2 separate regions of the Mus musculus genome follow, and region 1 is linked to region 2. A link is a contact called in public HiChIP or PLAC-seq data. All regions are on one chromosome and are shown on one strand. Each heading gives the region's core, a stretch centred on a gene start, on an enhancer-like site or on the middle of the called end of the contact. The rest is flanking DNA. Distances are from core to core; before and after follow the strand shown. Region 1 has its middle 15 kb from the start of Ubxn7. Region 2 holds the start of Pigx (phosphatidylinositol glycan anchor biosynthesis, class X).

Region 1 (6,164 bases), core at 1,760-4,259, 220 kb after region 2:
TCTTTGAGTCCTTTCTGTTGGGATGTTCATCTTTTAGTTCTCAATTTCCAGAGAAGTCTTTACATACTGGGAAAATTGACTTTTTCTCTGTAGTGAGTTACAAAAAAAATTTCCCCAGGAGAGTAAGACTCCCCATGTTCTCAGGAAAAGATTGATTTTTCAGTCTATATCCATGGTAACAAGTAACACGAGGACAGGCTATAAACCTAGCTAATCAATCAATGACATCTGGCTTTATAGAATACACCTCTGAAAGCTGAATGAAAATGAGCACACGACCTCCAAGGTGGGGTGGAGGAGGATTTTATTGTAAGTATGACAGAAAGTACAGCCACAGGCGTATGGACTGAACCGGTCCATGAAAGGAGAGAGAGGAAGAGAAGAGAGATGAGGACACCAAGAGAGAGAGAACCAGAGAGCTCATGGCCTTCATGTCCTGGTGAGAAGTTCTGGGAGGAGCCAGGTCCTGAGGGAGCCTAGAGTTCTGAGCATGCACTTTGGTGTGCTAATAGATACCACAGTCAGCCATTTGTCCTAGATTTCTTTGGGACCTGACAGAAAACCAGTCCCTAACAGTTTCTTGCTTTGGAAGTCCTCACCTTCAGTGATCCATGCCAGGAAAACCATTCTGAGACTGACTGTAACTCACTCCTGCTTCATAATCAAACAGATGAGACCATGTTATCTAGCCTAATATCTTGAGTTCTTATTAAACTGCCTATCACCAGTTTGCTTTGTGCCAAGTGATTATGTCCAATCATAATCATTATTATGTCTATTTTTAGCATACGCAGTAAATTCAGACTTAGGGTCTTAATTTTGACATTTTTGGTCTCTCATTTTTTTGGTGGGGGTGGTGTTTTGAGACAGGGTTTCTCTGTATATACCCTGGCTATCCTGGAACTCACTTTGTAGACCAGGCTGGCCTCAAACTCAAGAAATCTGCCTGCCTCTGCCTCCCGAGAGCTGGAATTAAAAGTGTGCGCCACCATGCCCGGCTGTTCTCTCATTATTTTTTGGTTTTATGAGACAGGGTTTCTCTGTGTAGCCCTGGCTGTCCTGGAACTCACTTTGTAGACCAGGCTGGCCTCGAACTCAGAAATCCGCCTGCCTTTGCCTCTCAAGTGCTGGGATCAAAGGCGTGCGCCACCACCGCCCTGTTCTCTCATTTTTACACCAGTTTTTCATTTCACCTTACGGAGTATATGTGTATAATGCTGATTTTTAAAAGCCATGCAACTGATTCTTTTTTTTTTTAATTTATTAGGGATTTTCTTCATTTACATTTCAAATGCTATCCCAAAAGTTCCCCATACCCTCCCCCCCTCAACTGATTCTTTTAATGTGGTGCTGTTGTGCCAGGGAAATGTTAGTGATCCCCAAAAACACACACAGGAGCCAATCTGATGCAACTCACAGCAGGGTCTTTATTCAAGCTAGCTCGAGGCCCCCCACTTCCCCAACTACCACACTACTGTCACGCAGGACAGTTTTGGTGGTGGGGGAGCCCCGAATGTCTATGGATCAAGGCTTTATAGCAAACAGCAGGCAGGGAATACGTGTGCAAGCATCTAATTGGAAAGCTCCTGTGGCCTTTAACATAATTGGCTGGTGCTGGGAGTCATAACATAAACTTAACTTCTGTTCCTCTCCACATTGGTGGTCCTTAGGCAGGGGGTAGGTTTGTAACCTCTGGTGCAGCTTTGTTGGGGGAATAATCTGGAGACACTGGTCTTGTTGGGGATTAGCCTAGAGACTGGAGTTAGGCTCAGGTTCTGGTGGGGGTGGGGCAACTTGAAAACTAATGCTAGCTAGGTACCAACCTGTTAGTGTACCTGAGTTCAAACTTAGGTCAGATTCTCTAAAATGGAGTCTGAATTTAAAAGCTTTAGCATCTCAGTGCCTGTCTTTAGTCCCCGCACCCAGATGACAGAGGCAGATCTCTTGAGTTCTAGGCCAGCCTGGACTACATAACATAGGGAGTTCAAATCCAGCAAGGGCTATCTACTGAGACCCTATCTCAAAAAACAAAAGAAAAAAAAAAGACTTTGAATTTGAGTTATTTATTTTCTATTTATGAGTGTTCTGACTGCATATACATATGCCTGCCTGGTGCCTGAAAAGCCAGAGTAGGTCATCAGATTCCCTGGAACTGGAGTTATAGGTGATTGTGAGCTGCTATGTGGGTGCTGGAATAGAACCTGGAACTCTAGAAGAGACAGTGATCTTAACTGCTGAACCATCTTTCCAGTCCCCTAGCCTTTGGGGTTTGGTGGTTTAGGTTTTTGTTGGGAACTGGGAGAAACTGAGGGCAAATCTGGTAGTGCAGCGCTTTAGGTGGGCTTACTATATAGTTCAAACTGGTATAGCTTCACAAACTGCTATTAAAAAACGGTAGTTTGGTGTCCTGATTGCTTGTTTGCTTTTTGTCTAGTTGGCACAAGGGAGAGTTACCCAAGAACTACCACAATTGAGAAAATGTCACATAGGATTGGTTTGTGGGGCATTTACTTAGTGACTGATGTGGGAGGGTCCAGCACTTTGTGGCCAATGCTACCCTTGGGCAGGTGGTCCTAGATGGTCTAAGATAGCAGGCTGAGGGGCTGGAGAGATGGCTCAGTAGTTAAGAGCACTGGCTGCACTTCCAGAGGTCCTGAGTTCAATTCCCAGCAACTACATGGTGGCTCACAACCATCTGTAATGGACTCTGATGCCCTTTTTTGGCATGTCTAAAGACATACAGCATACTCATATACATTAAATAAATAAATAAATCTTAAAAAAAAAAAGTCGGCTGGGGATGCCTTGAGGACCAAGGCAGTAAACACTGTTCCTCGATGGCCTTTGCTTCAGTTTCTGCCCCCAGGCTCCTGCCTAGACTTTCCTAATGAACTGCAAGCTGTGAGATGAAATGAACCTTTTCCTCCACAAGCTGCTTCTACCCAGGGTGTTTCACTGCAGCAATAGAAACCCTAACTAATCAAGCCATCTGGATGGGCTCTGAAGAATAAAACTTTACAGTTTTTATTAGCCCCCAGGTACTGGGGAGAGGAATTAGCAACTTTAGATCTGGTAGGATGGTTATGCATCCTATAATTAGCACTTGGGAGGCCAAGAAAAGGGAATCAAAGCTTGAGGCCAGCCCATCTAAAAATAAAAAGCCAGCAACTGCCCAGCCTCATGGCGCAGCCACTCTTTGGAAAGCTACCTTGGAGGCTGAGGCAGAAGGAAGGAGCAGAGTCCAAAGCCTGCCTGGATAACTGAGTTCAAGGCCAGCCTGGTCAACTTAATGAGGCCCTGTTTCAAAAGGAAAAGGATCGGAGTGTAGTGGCGCACGCCTTTAATCCCAGCACTTGGGAGCCAGAGGGAGGCGGATTTCTGAGTTCCAGGCCAGCCTGGTCTACAAAGTGAGTTCCAGGACAGCCAGGGCTATACAGAGAAACCCTGTCTCAACCAACCAACCAACTAACCAAACAAAAGCAAAAGCAAAAGGAAAAGAAGGGCTGAGAACACTTGCTTAGTATGTGTGTAGCACTGGATTCCAAGTCCAGCTATACATAAATATGTAATTTTTAGTGGGCCAGCAAGGTGGCTCAGTGGGATTAGGTGCTTGCCACCAAGCTTGAAAACCTGAGCTTGATCTAATTCCTAGGTATATGGCATGAGAGAAAGGACCTGTCTCTAACCTCCAAATGTATGTTGTGGTACACACATACCTGCCCCACACATAAAACAAACAAACATAAAAACACTGGGTTTTTTGGTTTTGTTTTGTTTTCATTTTTTTCGAGACAGGGTTTGTCTGTGTAGCCCTGGCTGTTCTGGAACTCACTTTGTAGACCAGGCTGGCCTCGAACTCAGAAATCTGCCTGCCTCTGCCTCCCAAGTGCTGGGATCAAAGGCGTGCGCCACCACTGCCCGGCCAAACATAAAAACATTAGAGGTAACATTTTAGTAGAGCATGGGTGGATGGATCTTTGTGAGTTCTAGGTTAGCCTGGTCTACATAGAAAGTTCCACGCCATCCAGGGCTACATAGAGGTCCTAATCCCCTCATTAAAAAATCTTTAGGATAAGGCAGACATATCTCTTATTAACATAGCAGTTTCCCTTAATCAAAGGAAATATATTACAAATCACCAGTAGATGTTTAAAGCTACAGATGCCTACCATTCAACCCTGTCCAAACTATATATTTTTCCTATGCACACACACATTCTTAATTATAAAACTTAATACTGTTGACTTCCTGACAAGAGGTCAGGAGCATTGTCTACTATGACTGTACCTGGATCACTGAGATGTGATGGTGTTGTCAATGGCTGGATGGCAGACTACAGCTGAGTGCAGGTGTGGTGGTTTGAATACGCTTGTCCCAGAGAGTGGCATTGTTAGGAAGTGTGTCACTGTCAGAGAGGGCTTTGAGAGAGCTTCCTCCTAGCTGCCAGTCTCCTCCTGACTGCCTTCAGATCAAGATGTAGAACTCTTGGCTCCTTCTCCAGCACTGTGTCTGCCTGGATGCCACCATGTTCCCACCGTGATGATAATGGACTGAACCTCTGAAATGTTGTCCTTTATAAGAGTTGCCTTGGTCATGGTGTCTCTTCCCAGCAATGGAAACCCTAAGGCAGAAGGAAACTACAGGTAAGCTGAGGCTTCTGTGGGTTCTAGCAAAAACGAACCATTCCTGAGTCAACAAAGAAGACACACAGTTTTGTTTTGTTTTTCTTATGAGGCATGTTGACCAGGCTAGTTTCAAATGCCTGAGCTTCTGAGAAGATCTACTGCCTTAGCCTCCCAAGTAGCTTGGATTGCTGCCCTGCACCATTGAGCCAGGGACCCAGAGAGTCCCAAAAGATCCTCTTTGGTTGATACTAGTTTCACCTCTGTGGTAGACAACTATGGCACTGAAATGTGCCTATTTTAAGAAGGGAGATGGCAGGTGGCATGACTTTTGTTTTGTTTTGTTTTTCGAGACAGGGTTTTTCTGAGTAGTCCTGGCTGTCCTGGAACTCACTCTGTAGACTAGGCTGGCCTCAAACTCAGAAATCCATCTGCCTCTGACTCCCAAGTGTTGGGATTAAAGGCATGTGCCACCACTGCCCAGCTGATGACTTTTTTTTTTTTTAAAGATTTATTTATTCATTATATGTAAGTACACTGTAGCTGTCTTCAGACATTCCAGAAGAGGGCGTCAGATCTTGTTACGGATGGTTGTGAGCCACCATGTGGTTGCTGGGATTTGAACTCCAGACCTTCGGAAGAGCAGTCCGGTGCTCTTACCCACTGAGCCATCTCACCAGCCCCCCGACTTTTTTTTTTTTTTAATATATAAAGCTGTCAAAGGACTCTGAAAGGAATGTACTAGCTACCCATTGCTATGTAGCTTCCTTCTCTCTCTTTTTCTGCTGGCCTATGCAGACAAGACTGGCCTTGAATCCAAGGCACTCTTTCTACACCTCCCCTCCTACTGCTGGATTACAGGTATGTGCCACCTGAAACTTTCATCTTGATATTTCAGGGACTCAGAGCTAAGTCTTTGCCTTGAGTCTCAGCAGAGTCTTTGAAGTTAGACTTTTGAACTGGGGCTTCGGGATCTCATGAAGTAAATGCATTTTTACATTATGAGATGGTGTGGTGGTTTGAATAAGTATGGCACCCAAGGCCAACCTGGTCTACAAAGTGAGTTCCAGGATAGCCAGGGCTACACAGAGAAACCCTGTCTCGAAAAACCAAAAGAAACCCAAACAAACAAACAAACAAACAAACACCAAAAAACAAAAAAAAAAAACAAAAACAAAAACAAAACAAAACAAAAGAAAAAGAGGTGTGGCCTTCCTGGAGGAGGTGTGTCCCTGGGGGTAGACTTAGAGGTTTCAAAACCCCATGTCATGCCCAGTGTCACTTTCTCTGCCTGCTGCCGTAAGATCAGGATGTAAAGCTCTCAGCTCCTGCTCCAGTGCCTTGTCTGTTTGCTTCGTGCCATGATCATGGCATGGACTAACCCTCTAAACTAAGCAAGACTTCAATTAAATACTTCATAAGAGTTGCCTAGGTCATGGTGTTTCTTCACAATAGAACAGTTAGGGTTTTACTGCTGTGTACAGACACCATGACCAAGGCAACTCTTTTTTTTTTTTTTTTTTTGGTTTTTTGAGACAGGGT
Region 2 (5,952 bases), core at 467-2,966:
TAGAAGCAGTCAAAAAAGTGCTCCATACACAAAGGATTTTGTTCATGTGATTTTTTTTTTTTTTTTTAATACAGGGTTTCTCTGTGTAGCCCTGGATGTTCTGGAACTCACTCTGTAGACCAGACTGGCCTTGAACTCAGAAATCCGCCTGCCTCTGCCTCCAGAGTGCTGGGATTAAAGGCGTGCGCCACCACTCCCGGCTTGTTCATGTGATCTTAAGACACTATTCTGGCTCACTAAATCATGTCTGATACGTGATACAGCAACACAGCAACTTCTGTATTCTTATGCCCGTGTCTACAAGTCTGGGAAGATTGTACACTGATACTTTGTGAAGATGTTGGGAGAGGCTTTTTTTTTAAAAAAAAAAAGGCAAGAAAATGAGGGGCACATGAAGATTCAGTGAGTTCACTTACACACTTGGAATAAGCAGAAATCTTCATAAAATGATTCACTAAAACTATTATTACTCAGTGACTAAAAGTTCAAGACTGGTGAGATGGCACCACCTTTGGTTCCAGCACTCAGTTTGGTCTACATACCAAGTTCCAAGAAAGACCATTTCTCAAGTATCAAATATTAAGAAACAAACAAACCCTAAAGGTTCAGTAGCCAGGTACCCTGCTCTAAAACACTGGCAAGAAATGTGTGGGAAGAACATTAAAATAAGAGTGTGAATCACTGATAAACCTGTTACTCAGCAACATGAAGCCAGGAGAATAAGCAGTTGGGAGACGCTTGAGGGTCCTACAATATAAAAGCGAGTCAACAGTTGCTGGGGGCAAACTGCAGAGAAAAAGAGATGGGAGGGGGGAAACTAGTGTTAGGACTGAAGAGCTGTCTGGAAGTCGCTTAGTGAGCTCCAGGGTTGCAGTTTTCAGGACTCACCCATTTTATCTTTCTACTGATGCAGCTTCTTTTGAGTTATCCTTGCTTCTAGTAAGTAGCCCCTCACCCATATTTCTAATAGTAGCCCCAATTAAAAAAAAAAAATCATTGGTTTACCAAACTGGACACTGGTACAAAGGTTACCTTTCTGGAGTGAGCAGGTTGTGCGTGTGTGCGTGCGTGCGTGTGTCCCTGGGAAGTATGTCACACAACACATCACCTCACCCCTTCTCCCATACATGCTGTTTGGGCATTCTCACACTTCGCTGGATGCCGAGGGTTCACTGCCTCTCAGGCAGCACAAGGCATCTTCAGGGGAACCATAAGCACCCCAAGATACTTCGTGGCTTGCTGTACTTGTTTCGTACTTGGGTCACAGCGTGGCCAGTCCCGCCTTGGAAAGACAAAGCCCGGCTCTGAAGCCCGGGATGGGACCCCCAGCAAAGATCACAAGGAGGGAAGGGCGCACAGGGCCTTTGTTGCTAACTTCCTCCGGCCTCGGGTACCCCAGGCGCCGCGGGTGCTCCCCACCTCCGCCCCAGCTCCGCACACACTCGCTCAGCCCCCTGACCTTTACCAGCGCTGAAAGGGGCGTCGCTGAAGTCCGCGGCGAGCCTGCCGACCAGCCAGGCTGCCCAAAGGAGCAGCCAGGCCACAGCGCCGGCAGCCAGGACGCCGGAGCCCGACGCCCGAAAGGGGCGCTCGGGGCAAGCTGCGGTCACCGAAGGAATCTGAGCACGCTGAGCGCGCGCTCACCTTTCCCGATGACCCGAACAGAACTCGGCTAACACTTCCACCCTAGGATCTCCCTACAACTCCAGGTTCCGGAGAGGCCAGCCCCCTGGCCCCGCCCCTCGTCATCCCGGCCGGGGCGGGGCGAGAGGCTGCGCAAGCGCAAATTGAGAGCCTTCTGTTGCCTTGGGAACGATCCTCGGGGCGCCTAGGTGGGCCCTTGGACCGGGCGAGCTGCCTTAGGACCGCACTCCCCGCGCTCAGCCCCGCTTCCTGCCCACAACCGGATGCGTGCGGGCTGAGCCCCCTGCCTCTGAGTTCACCCCATGGTTATTCCTGTAGGCTATGGCTATCGCCGTTTCCTGCAGCGTCAGGCTCCACCTCGCCTCAAAGTCGACCTAAGCTCCTCTGTGCAGTGCAGTAGGATGGAAACCACCCCCTCACTGCTGTTCAGATGTGCACTTCCTGTACTTCTTCAAGGGTAAGTAGGGTCGCCTTGCATTGGTGAGGACATGAATCGGGACCTCAGTATTCCCTTCGGTGTTGTGGGGAACAAATCTCTAGTAGGAAAAGTATATCAGGTAAAAATACATTAGGTAAATGTAATGTCATTCCTCCCAGTGCGTTAGCTGACCTAGTGCTGGTGCTGAACGGCAGGCAGGTTATGGGGTCTCGAAAGTGGGAGGATAGTGTAATATAGCACTACAAACATGCTATTAAGAAATATGGACAAAAACAAAAAAAAAAAAAGGCCAGGTAGTGGTGGTGTATGCTTTTAATCTCAGCACCCGGGAAGTAGAGGCGGTCAGATCTCTGAGTTTGAGGCCAGCCTGGTCTACAGAGTGAATCCAGGGCAGCGAGAGCTTCACAGAAAATCCTGACTTGAAACAACAACAACAATAATAATAATAAATTAAAAGGAAAACTCTTTAGTGAAGACCTTACGTTATTATCGACTCTATTCACAAGTGTGGCCCTTTGCTTATGTTTGTAGACCATATAGTGTCTGGAAAGTTTACTGACATCACACTCTAGTGAGGTGAACTGGGAATAGTGTCTGGGCATTGGCTCAGATCAAAGGCAAAGCCCAGCAATGTGAAAGGCAGCACTTTATTATGGTTGACCTCATAGGAGTAAAAATCTCACATCTGTCAGTAGGGTGAGAATACAGACTGTGATCCTATATGATAAATCTACCTAGCAACCATAAAATTTGCATTTAATACAGGAAACCGTATGTATGAGATAAAACTAAACTGTAGTCTATATATGTATTTATATTTATGCATATATGTATGTGACATACATATAGCTAGAAAAAAGAATAGAAGTTAGATGAACATTTCATTTTCTCTTTCTCTCACTTTTATTCCTATTTTTCTTTTTTTTTTAAGATTTATTTATTTATTATATGTAAGTACACTGTAGCTGTCTTCAGACACACCAGAAGAGGGCGTCAGATCTCATTACGGATGGTTGTGAGCCACCATGTGGTTGCTGGGATTTGAACTCAGGACCTTCAGAAGAGCAGTTGGTGCTCTTAATCACTGAGCCATCCCGCCAGCCCTAAGCAATTCTTGTAATTAAGTGTACTTTGCCACTGAGGGTAGAGATGGAAAGAGAGAGCAGAAAGTATTAATCTGAAAATATCTGGTTTTTTTAAAGATTTATTTATTATTATACATAAGTATACTGTATTATTATTATACATAAGTATACTTCAGACACACCAGAAGAGGGCATCAGATCTCATTACGGGTGGTTGTTTGCCACCATGTGGTTGCTGGGATTTGAACTCAGGACCTTTGGAAGAGCAGTCAGTGCTCTTAACCACTGAGCCATCTCACCAGCCCATGTCTGGGTTTCTTATACCTGGAAAAATACTATAGTAGGACAAATGAGCAGAGGTAAAAGCCAAACAAACATTACTGTTTTGAATGTGGAGAGGCTGATTACCTACAAACCCCCCCACCCCCCCTTTTTTTTTTTTTTGAGAAGTAAGGGACCAGAGTTCCCAAACAGCTGTCCTGGAACTCAGGGCAATCTTGCTGTTTTGGCCTTCTGAGTTCTGAGATTACAGGCATAAGGAACGATGCCTTTCAGATCTGCCATTTTCGCTATTGATCCTTATGTTTCGCTATTGATCCTTATGTTGTCAGCTGACTGGGGTCAGTTTGCTCTAGCTGGATAGAAATCATGAGTAGAAGTTCCCAGGCCCTTGAGTGTCCAAGGCCTGGACTAGCACGTTAGATGATGACAGTTCCAGACACTGAGAGGTAGGGACTTAGGCCTCCTGATTTAGACGCTAGTGACGCATGGCTCTGGGTGCTCAGGTCAGATGCTATTAGCATCCATTTGGCAAGCATTTGCCAGATACTGTAATGCCCCTCGTCCAGCAGCTGTGAGTGCCACCAGAAGACAACATCTGCTGGACTACAGTTGTGACACTCCATTCCTACAATGGCTAGTAGTATCGCTTAAGGCCCGGAAGCTTCCTGAAACTCTTCAGCATCTAGTTCTCATAACTTCCGCTGCCTCTACTCCAGTGTTTCCACTTTGGTTACTTACTCTCTGGGACCTTCTGTTGCCCTCTTGGGGCTTCAACTGCTACTGTCAGGATGGAAGCTGCTACCAGTGTGCCAGTTTTACCATCTCTTCTTCCTTGTGCTGATAGCTCAGTCTGGTCTCCTAACACTAACGATCAAAAGCAGGAAAGAAAAGGCCACTTTAACCGTCTTTTAATGAGCCTCATGTTATAACACGGAACACCCGGAGCAGCACAATGAGGGCGTGTCCAGGTGAGTCCGGAAGTGAGCAGCCAGATGTGAGGCAAGGATGTTTGCAGCAATCATGACACAACCCCTCATGCAGAGGGATACTGTGGTCTGCATCGGAGCCACCACCATGACTGCTCCTCTGTCTAGAGTGAAAGCAGAAGGACTACTAATGCGCACCGAGGCTCCTGCTCAGCATGCTGCTCTCTAAGGCCTGTGCAGGCTGGTGGAGTGCTCGCAGTGATGGCGGTCTTCAGCTGCGCCTATAGTATCCTCGGAGAAACAGAAACAGAGAAAGAAAGAGTCTGGACAGTTAGGAGGAAAGGAATGACTGTCCCACCTCAGGCTGCTATAAGAGAAGGGCCTGTGAAAATGTTGCCCTAGATGGTCTTAAAGAAGCCTCAATGCAAACTAACAATTCTAGCAACAGTTAACAGTACTTCCTATTATTTAACAGTGTGTAACAGCATTTAACTCCTCCCCAATGCCCCAGAAAGATACATAGTAACCTTGCTTGTATTACTACACAGCATTGAACAAGATTACCCTTACTATGTTCCAGACTTGTACTGAGAGCTTAATGAAAATGGACACAATTCCTGCCTTCCTAGAGCAAACAGACTAACAGGGAAGATACCTGGTAAGTAGAACTAACCTCTTGATAAATAAAAGAACTGGTGGGGGTAGGCAGTGGTGGCACATGCCTTTAGCCCCAGCACTCGGGAGGCAGAGGCAGGTGGATCTCTTAAGTTTGAGGTCAGCCTGGTCTACAGAGTTCCAGGACAACAAGAGCTACACAGAGAAACCCTATCTTGAAAAAAAAAAAGAAAAAGAAAGAAAGAAAGAATTTGAAAAGCACAAGGTGATTAGACCTGGTCTAGTGGACTTCTCAACACTAAATGTTTATAAAATCAAAAGTACTGGGGGTGTGGCATAGCCAGTGCAGTGCTTGCCTGTTATGCTTGAAGCCCTGGGTTCCATCTTGAGCAAGCCCTAAACCAAGGTTAGTAGCACATACTGTAATTCTAACACTGGCAAATAGAGACAGGAGGATCAGAAATCCAGGGTCATCCTCCACTCCATAACAAATTCAAAGCCAATCTGGACCACATGAGATACTGTCTGGAAAAAGGAAAAAGTTTAAAGGAACAAAGAGGCTGAATCAGAGATCCTTTAGCTGAAACATCAAATTATTCTGAAGGCCAGCCGGTCAGTTCTTGGGCTCCCAGGAGGTCAGTGTGTAGTCTCTGGTACGAATGCAGCACACTAAGGGGTCCAGGCCGAATGTCATTACCGACTCAGAGATCCAACGAACTGAGTCAAACCTAGACCAAGACTCACACTGTGTAAGGATACAATCCTGGGGCTAGTCCACAGCCAGACCCACGGAGGAGAAGGGGAAAAGGTTTATTCAGCAGGTCCCTCGATTTGGTTGTTCTTCTTCAGGAAATTGTTGTACAACTGTCCTATTTGTATCAGGTTTCTTCCAGTTTACCCTGAGTTACACGAGAAGATGAAATACATTGCCAAGAAATGTGGAGTTAGGTTCCAGCCTCCA

The links. HiChIP or PLAC-seq counts read pairs in DNA pulled down with a chosen protein or histone mark.
Region 1: an H3K4me3 HiChIP or PLAC-seq map of embryonic limb bud shows a contact between it and region 2, with 2.4 times the contacts expected there. The contact joins the enhancer-like site here to the promoter of Pigx in region 2. A contact is called at or near these places in 3 of 39 promoter capture datasets (the C10 cell line, the HPC-7 cell line and cranial neural crest), 7 of 115 datasets of contacts at active chromatin or transcription factors (the 230-238 cell line, embryonic limb bud, embryonic stem cells and 4 more) and 3 of 9 other capture datasets (adipose tissue, liver and pancreatic islet).

Annotation. Positions count from the first base shown.
Region 1 is chr16:32,313,787-32,319,950 of GRCm38.p6, forward strand. No RefSeq gene overlaps it. Among named protein-coding and RNA genes, the nearest start is that of Ubxn7, 15 kb to the right of the region's middle. Within about 2 kb of position 3,010, at least 2 of the 459 cell types and tissues checked have an H3K27ac peak or open chromatin away from gene starts, as enhancers often do. A contact at or near this core is called in embryonic limb bud, where this site is marked.
Region 2 is chr16:32,098,011-32,103,962 of GRCm38.p6, forward strand. It overlaps Pigx (phosphatidylinositol glycan anchor biosynthesis, class X), which reads right to left and starts at 1,717. Exons shown (of 6, transcript NM_024464.3): 1 at 1,460-1,717. The coding sequence starts at 1,559. Cep19 (centrosomal protein 19) reads left to right here and starts at 1,779. Exons shown (of 4, transcript NM_025892.3): 1 at 1,779-2,101; 2 at 4,957-5,034; 3 at 5,874-5,952. The coding sequence starts at 5,908.